Linked DNA regions of Gasterosteus aculeatus: region 1 is linked to region 2. Evidence: chromatin contacts called from public Hi-C data. All regions are on one chromosome and are shown on one strand. The core of a region is the stretch at or near the end of the contact, and the rest is flanking DNA. Distances in the headings are between cores, read along the strand shown.

The links. Hi-C and Micro-C count contacts between places; a contact is called where the count stands out from the background.
Region 1: a Hi-C map of whole body shows a contact between it and region 2, with 4 times the contacts expected there. The contact joins the promoter of insrb here to the enhancer-like site in region 2. A contact is called at or near these places in 3 of 6 Hi-C or Micro-C datasets (skeletal muscle, tail fin and whole body).

The regions. Positions count from the first base shown.
Region 1 is chr8:16,345,134-16,349,101 of fGasAcu3.hap1.1, reverse strand. It overlaps insrb (insulin receptor b), which reads left to right and starts at 1,500. Exons shown (of 23, transcript XM_040184073.2): 1 at 1,500-3,036. The coding sequence starts at 2,943.
Region 2 is chr8:16,299,039-16,303,132 of fGasAcu3.hap1.1, reverse strand. All of the region lies in intron 2 of insrb (insulin receptor b), which reads left to right. Among protein-coding and RNA genes, the nearest start is that of arhgef18b, 25 kb to the right of the region's middle. Within about 2 kb of position 2,137, at least 9 of the 9 cell types and tissues checked have open chromatin away from gene starts, as enhancers often do.

The DNA of each region.
Region 1 (3,968 bases), core at 251-2,750, 47 kb before region 2:
TGTGTGTGTGTGTGTGTGTGTGTGTGTGTGTGTGTGTGTGTGTGTGTGTGTGTGTGTGTGTGTGTGTGTGTGTGTGTGTGCGTGTGTGTGTGAAGAGAACACAAGGACAGAGGCTGCATGTGTGTGCGCGCCTCCAGTTGTGGCGTCAGACAGCGTGACTACCACAACGAGATCTGTTTTGACTAGATTCCACAACCCTTAGTCCTTCAGACCTGTGACATATAATCTCACTAAGACCTCATTTACTCTGTTCACCGGGTAACAACATTCCTCAGATTAAGCAGCCGGCTCCACAAGCAGAGCGGGCCAGTGTGTGTCCATCCAGGCACACAAGCGGCACACGTGATCAAAAAGAGGCAAATGTTTTACTACATTGGGTTCTCTTGTCTTCCATTAGTCCCATGTTGAGGTGAGAATGGATTCAGCCACCGACCTGGAAGTAGTAACAAGTCCCCAAGTAATGTGTTTCATTAATAGGTCAGGATTCATTATAAGGATAATGTGGATATTTGGGGGAATGGTGGAAACCTGTGTGACTGCAGGCAGGTTCTTTACCTCGTGGCTGTCGGACAAGGCAGTGTGCAATGTTTACAACGCTTTATGACACAGGGAGAGCTTATTCTGGCCACAAGGGTTTTCTGCTTCCATACTGCTTGAAATTCAGCTGAAAATATCAGTTCTCTTTGTTGATTTCTGTACATATGTAAACTACACTTCTCTCGGTCGCTAAGTAAGCAAAACATTGGTGTATAGAGAAGGCTTAAGATAAGTTGGCAAATTAATTAATTTGGCTTGTTCAGTCAGTCATCAAATAACTAGTTAGAGCTGAGAAGATTGACATACATTAATGACGGAAATTAAACTGCAACTATTTTCATTATTGATTAATAGTACAATCGTTTTTTTTAATGCGAGGATTATCTGATTTTCTTTCTCATCGTACAGATGATTGTAACCTACAATCCTTGCATGGGTTCGGGACAGTTGTTCTTTTGAAAATTGTTCGGCAACTGATTTGATATTTTGTGGACAAAACAAGTCACTGAGAAAATGATCAAGAGATTAATCCTAATATGTTTTGACTGCAGGCTCAAACTGGTTACTGATTACTGCAGGACTCGTGTGGCTGTTATTTTGTCCACAGTCTGTACAAAAGAAAAGACTACGAATAGACTAAATAATTGAGATTCAACAACCCACGGTGGCGAGAATCAACAATTCAGCGCAGCACGTGATTTTGCATTTGAACACACGTATGTTATAAAAGAAAGTGAATCTGCTGCTTTACGTGTTTATTTTTCTTAAAAACTCATTATATACATAAAGACATATACAACAATTATTATACTCTACGAGGACGCGTGAACCCCCTCGACCCTCTCCTCCCCTCCGACAAACAGCGCCGGTGTTTTGACGCTGGCGGCCGCGCTGCCTGAGTCCAGATCCGGATCCAGCCGGTTGAGCGGCGGGCCGCTCCGCTCCGGGTTTTCCCGCAGACCACGTGCGGCCCAGCTGAGGTGACTGGCAGGACTTGTTTACTGGTGGAGAGACTCGCAGAAAGAGAGAGACGGAAAGAGGGGGAACCGGAGGGAGAGCAACCGCTAAAACGGAACGGGAATCCAAGTTTTTTTTTTAAAAACACTTGCTTCTTCTTTTTTTTTTTGTTAACTCTTTTCACGTTTGTTGACCTCATCGTTTTTCACTCTCGAGGACGGGACGCTGACTTTAGCCAAAGCGCGTGTGTGTGTTTTTATTTTTATTTTTTTAACTCTCGCCTCGTTTGTTTTGGATTAGCTTAGCTTTAGCTAACGTTAGCTCCCCCCCCTCCCTCCACCAGCTAACGTTAATCTGAAGAAAAAGAAACGGGCGGCGCGGTGGAGAGTTTTCTCACTTCACGGCAACGTGCAGGTCCAACGTAGCCGTTTCCACCCACATCCACCCACACCTCCACCTCCTTTCGTCGTAGACGGGAAAAGACGTATCGTTATTTTTTTCCTCCCTCCCCGTTCGTTTGTTCGGTTGTTTTTTACGGGTGTCTGCGGGCGAGCTGGTCAGGGGAGGTGAAGGAGTTCAGAGGAAGGTCGTCGCAGGGAAAAGGAGCTGCCTCGTTGCACGTTTTTTTTTTTGGTTGTTTTGTTTTTGGGTTTTTTTTTCTCCCCCTCCCCGCCCCGCACGTAGCTCTCCTCCGAAGGAGTTTCCCGGGATGAGCTCCCGTTCGACCTAAAGGGGTTCCGAGAAGACACCAGCGAAAACAGGGCTGGGTGGTGCCCGAACCTGTGGACTTCAGAGAGAGAGACAAGTGTCCTTCCGGCTCCCGCGAGACCCACAACTCCAGCTCATCGGTGCTTTCTTTCTAAAACCGGAGACACGTTTCGTACCAGTTGTTTTGTTTTTATTTCTAGGTGGGTGTATTCCCTCTTCGCAGCGGTGTATTACGGAGAAATGAGGCCGGGGCCACTGGTCCTCCTGCGGGGACCTCCAAACTAGCCCCCCCCCCCCCCCCCCCCGCTCCTCCTCCTCCACCTCCTCCTGCGTGTGGGATATAAATAATAATAGTAATTCCTCTCTTCGTTACGCGGAGCAGCAACATTAAACAAATGAACGTGGACTGTCGCCTTCACTTATGGAAAATGAACATCTGTACCCGCCCGCGTGTTGCCAGAACCCGAGATCACGTCATTTAGTGGTCTGCGTTCTTCTCCGGGGCGCACACAGCCGACATCACCAAGTCGGCCGGGAAGATACTCATAAATGTTCAACTCCCCCCGGCTGACGGGGGGCGACGTGGAATCACTTGGCTAACGTCGAACTTCATTTTTAGGAATTTGTCCACTGCTTTTTTTTTAATATCCCAACCCCGTGTTGAGAACTTTTCTCCCTCTTTGGAGTGTTTTTTTTTGTTTGTTTATTGAGAGGTGAGCTCAACTTCTCTCCAAGTCAAAATGAGACGCTGGACGCTGAAGCTGAGAGCACAAATTGTGTGTTTTATCGTCGGCACCTGCATTGTGTTCCAGTGTGGACTAATACACGGAGAAAGTAAGTTATGTGTTTTTTAAAAGTCTTCACAACACATGTTGCTGTATGTGTATATATATATTTTTTTTATTTTGTTACGGTTTTCTTGTTTGACATTAACAAATATACAGAAGAAAGGACATTTTAATGTTTTTCTAAGGGATCCCATCAGATCTTACACATTTAGAGTTTGTGATTACAGTATCCGTGTTGGCAGATAAACTACCATTAAGTAAGACATTGGTAACATAAACAAACCAAAGACCTCTGCTGTTATTCAAATAGTAATGTTGTTTACAGTTGTTAATTAAATTAAAGTAAGCTTGTCTTCCACTTACGCCGTTTTAAATCCCCCGTTGAACCTTCTACGGCTAATGTCGCTCCAAAAATACTACGGTTATTATTATTATTTATTTCGTCAATTAAGATTTGCGATGCGGGTCACGAGGCTCTCGCCTTCGATCTTGCGCATGCGCAACGTCGCATGCAGGGTCTAATTAAAGGGCGAGTAATTCCACTCTTTGCGTGCGCGTAGCTGCGCAAAATACAATTGGCATTTCTCGGGTAACGTGATCGATTCTGATATCCGCGCGCCCGCGGCGTCCCCCCGGAGGTGCGCGGTGTGTCGGATGCGCCGGATTAGTCGCTGGAACGGGACCGGCGCGGTCCGCCGCGGCGGGTCTAAACCGGGAGCAGCAGGGTCGGCCCTGTGCGCGCTACTATAGGCCTCTTACGGCGACAGACACGCTTCAGAAGCGACGCACGCACGGACACGCGCACGCACGGACACGCACACTGCTGCAGCCCGAACGTAAACAAATTAGCCGCTAAGAAGTGTCTTTTCTAGGCGGTGGATTAACGCGCGGGGCTGCAGAGCAGATCGTGGAGGTTGTTTTCTGTGGTGCTGTTTCATTTGTTGTTGTTGTTGTTATCGATGGATCCATTTTTATTTA
Region 2 (4,094 bases), core at 888-3,387:
GTGCTTAAGTCTTCTTATATTAATGAGTGTGATCACTCGCCCCCCCCCCTAATTCTTTCATTTACGCAGTTCTAACCTCATGATATGTTGGGCTCCCAAAAAGATCCTATAGCTCACGTCTGAAGAATTACTTAAAGTTGTTCATTTTGAATCTCACTTTGCAGATCTGTGTTGCTTGCCCCACAAATATCTTGGTATTTGTAAGTAGACTTGAGTAAACTCTCTGTGTTTGGTGAGTTGCCTGCACCATGGCGGCTCTTCTTCTGTGTGTCAACAGCCCTGAGAGGGAGTGGCTGTTGCAGAGGAAAGGGGAGGATATGTCCGTTTATTCTATTAATCCTTTAATACAGGTTGGAAAATGTTTTCACATAATTCAGAAGTGCATAGGAAAACCTTTGCAAAAAAACCATGAAAATAACTAATTAGTAATTCTGTTTTTTGGGCATTTACCCACTGCAACACGTAAAAACTTCAAATTTAAGAATTGTCTGCTCTTCGAAAAGCATTATGAGTTTTTGTCACACTTTTGGTAATATAACAGGCTTTTTTTCAAGGACTTTGTTCAGCTGGATTTTCAAAAAATAGCTTTAAAAGGTAACGGGGCCTTTTGTGAGCATTAAGGACTTTCATTTAAAACTGTTTGTTGTTTGATTGTGTTTGTGTATACAATCAGAATTACTCCTTCTCCTACACAGCAGTACTCACTTGACTTCAACACAAGTTGAATGACGCCTTGACTTCCTCTCGGTACAATTAGGCTCATATATCAAGTCTCATTTGAACTACTTTCATTGCTCATGCTATTTTTAACCCCTCACCTTATTTCAACCATTCATACGGCCTCCTCAGCCACATCATGCAAAGTCTGGAGGACTTCACACGTAAAACGGTGAAGGGGGAAAGGCCAACCGGACCGTAACCATAACTATATATACATATGGAATGTAAAAAAACAAACAACAACAAAATATTGTTCTCCGCGTGCGCTTTTGTAGAATAAGCGCCTCCAGCTCGTACGTATTTCTCAGTTCGGTTTTGTTTCGACCAGGATTTTGCACGTCATTGTTTACCATAAAGCAATATCGTGAGTAGGGAACTTTCAACATCGCCGGGCCCAGATCCTCCACGTACCTTATTCCCCCCCCCCCCACTCTCTCTCTCCGCTGTATCGGTGAACAAACACAGACCTTCGCCTCTGTGTATTTGTATTTGTCTATTAGTGGGCTTGCGTGTGTTGACGCTTCTTATGACAGTATCACTCTCTCCTTCCCAGCAATCAGCCTTTTTGTTTACAGCCTTTCCCCTCCTCCCCGTCTCTCTCTTCGACTCTCTTCAGGGTGAATGTCTCACATCAGATCACTCAGCCTTTACAGCAAAGCTTTTGAAGCTTAGGACTCCCACCGTGGCCAAATATAGTAAAGTCTATGTGTGTGTGTGTGTGTGTGTGTGTGTGTGTGTGTGTGCGCGCGCGCAACAGGCTGGATGTGCGTCTGCGTGCATTTGTTCTCCTGAGTAAATGGCTCTGGGGTAAAAACGTGTTTGTTATTGTTCCCAGCACATCGCCTGTAGACAACACCGCCAATTAAAGGGGAGGTTTTATGTGTTAAGAGCAGGAAGTGTTGCCGTGTGTGGCAGCAGGCTATTGGCTGCCCGGCTTTTCCCATGTTCCTTCCCCGGGCGGCCGTACAGACAGGGCTCTTTACTGCCGCGGCCAAATGAAAGGTAAACACAACGCGCCTTTGAATTTAAATTCCTTACTCGAAACGTGTGTGTGTGTGTGTAAGGAAGCGGCAGGCAAATTATTGAATGACACTGTGAGGTTTAAATGTGTGTATGTGTGTGTGTTAAGCTTAATGAGAGATTAGCTCTCCAGGATGCTACAGCCCCCTCCTACTCCTCCTCCTCCTCCTCTTGTTGTTGATGCACGAGGGAAATCGTCCGTCCATCCATGCCTCCTTCCATCCATCCCCCCATGCAGCCAGCTCGAAAACAAAACAAGGCGTTGTATGAATGAAAGTGGGAGGGCTTGAGTGGCCTAGAAAGGCAGGCAGGCAGATAGAGAGATAGATTGTGGTGCAGGGCAGGGTGAGGCTGTGGTGGATGGGAGGGTCAGAGAAGAGGACGGAGGAGGGGATGAATGAATGAATGAGTGAGCTGACTGGAGCATGTTTGGCATAGCAGCTAGCTCGCGTAGCCCAGTGCTAGCGTGAGCGGAATGAAGAATAAAGCTGTTACGCTGCCGTAGCCCTCCCCACTGAGACGGCTGTGCTGTGATCCGGTAGAGAGGCGAGAGGGAAAAAAAGGGGTAAAATATACCTCAGATTAATACAATATAATAAAAATATTGAATAAGATACCATGGTAGTGCGTCATAAATGTAAATTATAATCACTGAAGTGAACATAAAAGGGCGCCTTAGTGGATGGAACTAGCTATCTCTGTTTCAGTCGTAATTCAGCCGAAGCAGCAGTCTTCCCCGGCGCACTGGCTGCTTGGCTGCGTCTGCCCCCTGTCTGTCCCAGCGAGGCCAGGGTTAACCCTGGGCGTCTCTCTCCTCCCCGACATGGAAGGCCATTGAATGGCTGCCTCCCCCAGTCGGCAAACGCATTGGCTGAAGCTGAGGGTGGATCTGGGGTTGGAGCGGCACCCAGGCACGGATCCTCGACTGGAGCTGGAGCCAGTGCGAGCAGTCGCCTCCCTCCCGCGCTACGTGACGCCGTGGTCACAGCATGGACACACACACACAGCAGACAGACGAGAGGGGGAGGGCCGAAGAAGAGCATTTTTCTCTGTGGGTCAGAGACGACGGTGTGCAGCGTTTTGGTTTATTGGCTCACAGTAAAGAAAATGCAGTTGAGCAACTCCTGAACCAACCCGGGAGGTGGAAATGATGTTTTTTTTACTTTATTAGTCTTCCCCCTTTTCTGCAGTTTCCACCCTCCTGTCCCTCTTGTCATTGTTCTTTTCTTTAACCGTCTGTCCTCTCTGCTTTTACTCAGGCACCACAATGGGCACCCCTCCTGTGCACAGGGCGGGTGGTGGTCCTTAGGTTTGCTCACAGTACGGATAACTTGATTATCGAAAGCTAACCAAAATACTAATTCAGAACCTTCCCTTTTAAGTATGTGTGTATTAGACACTCAAAGCAGGGTCAAATCATGTTTGCACCCTTTTATTTGCCCTGGATCTGCTTTGTGCCCTGACGCTCTCTGGTTCAGTTCACACGTGATATTAAGGCTGACGCGGAGAAGCATGTTGAGAGTCGTTGATCAACACACTGTAGATATTTAGCTTTTTTTTAATCCAGCCAATTTCGAAGTAAATAGAACTGACCCGATTAGTTTTTATTATGTATTGTATCCTGGACTGAAATGAACAGGGCATCCTCCGTTAACTCGCTGCTTATTGTTATGTCCTATCCTGTTTGTCCCCATCAGTATGTGTAGTTGGCAAAAAGACCAGCGCCTGGCATAAGGTGAGATGTAATGAGTCTGTACTGGTCATCAGACGAGGCAATAACAGCCAGTTTATTGGATCATTACAGGGAACGGGGCAAACCTAACGGCTAATCCAATCACAATTGACACTAAAGCTCTTTCACCAAATGCTGTTTCCAAACAGGTCAAATTGAACTTGACATGAGCCAATGACCTATAGTGTTAAAGCTAATAGCAATTAAGGTGGTTTCCATGGTGGTGCAGACGATCGCCGTTGCTCATCAGGTGTGAATTGTGGACACTTCATGGATGCCAGGGTTGCATTCACTAGTTGTCCAAATACGTGTCAGCATGCCGATTACGGTGGGAGTTGTCTGATTGTGTCCTTGAATGCTAATTAGTGTTGGTCTAATATTGTGCAAATTGAGTAGATTTTCAACACAACCCCAGAACACAGACGGGAGGTCATGCTGTTGTAGCCTTGATTCAACTTGTTGATGCAACAATTTTAGCAGCAGCGACTCGATTGACGTTCATGTCGGGGGTTCATTTGGGATCTTTGTTTCTCTCAACCTAGTGGTGTGTTAACATTACAGTCTGCAATCCATCAGCCAGCCAAGGGAATCGCTGATAAATCTTAGCTTTGTGTTTTTTTTA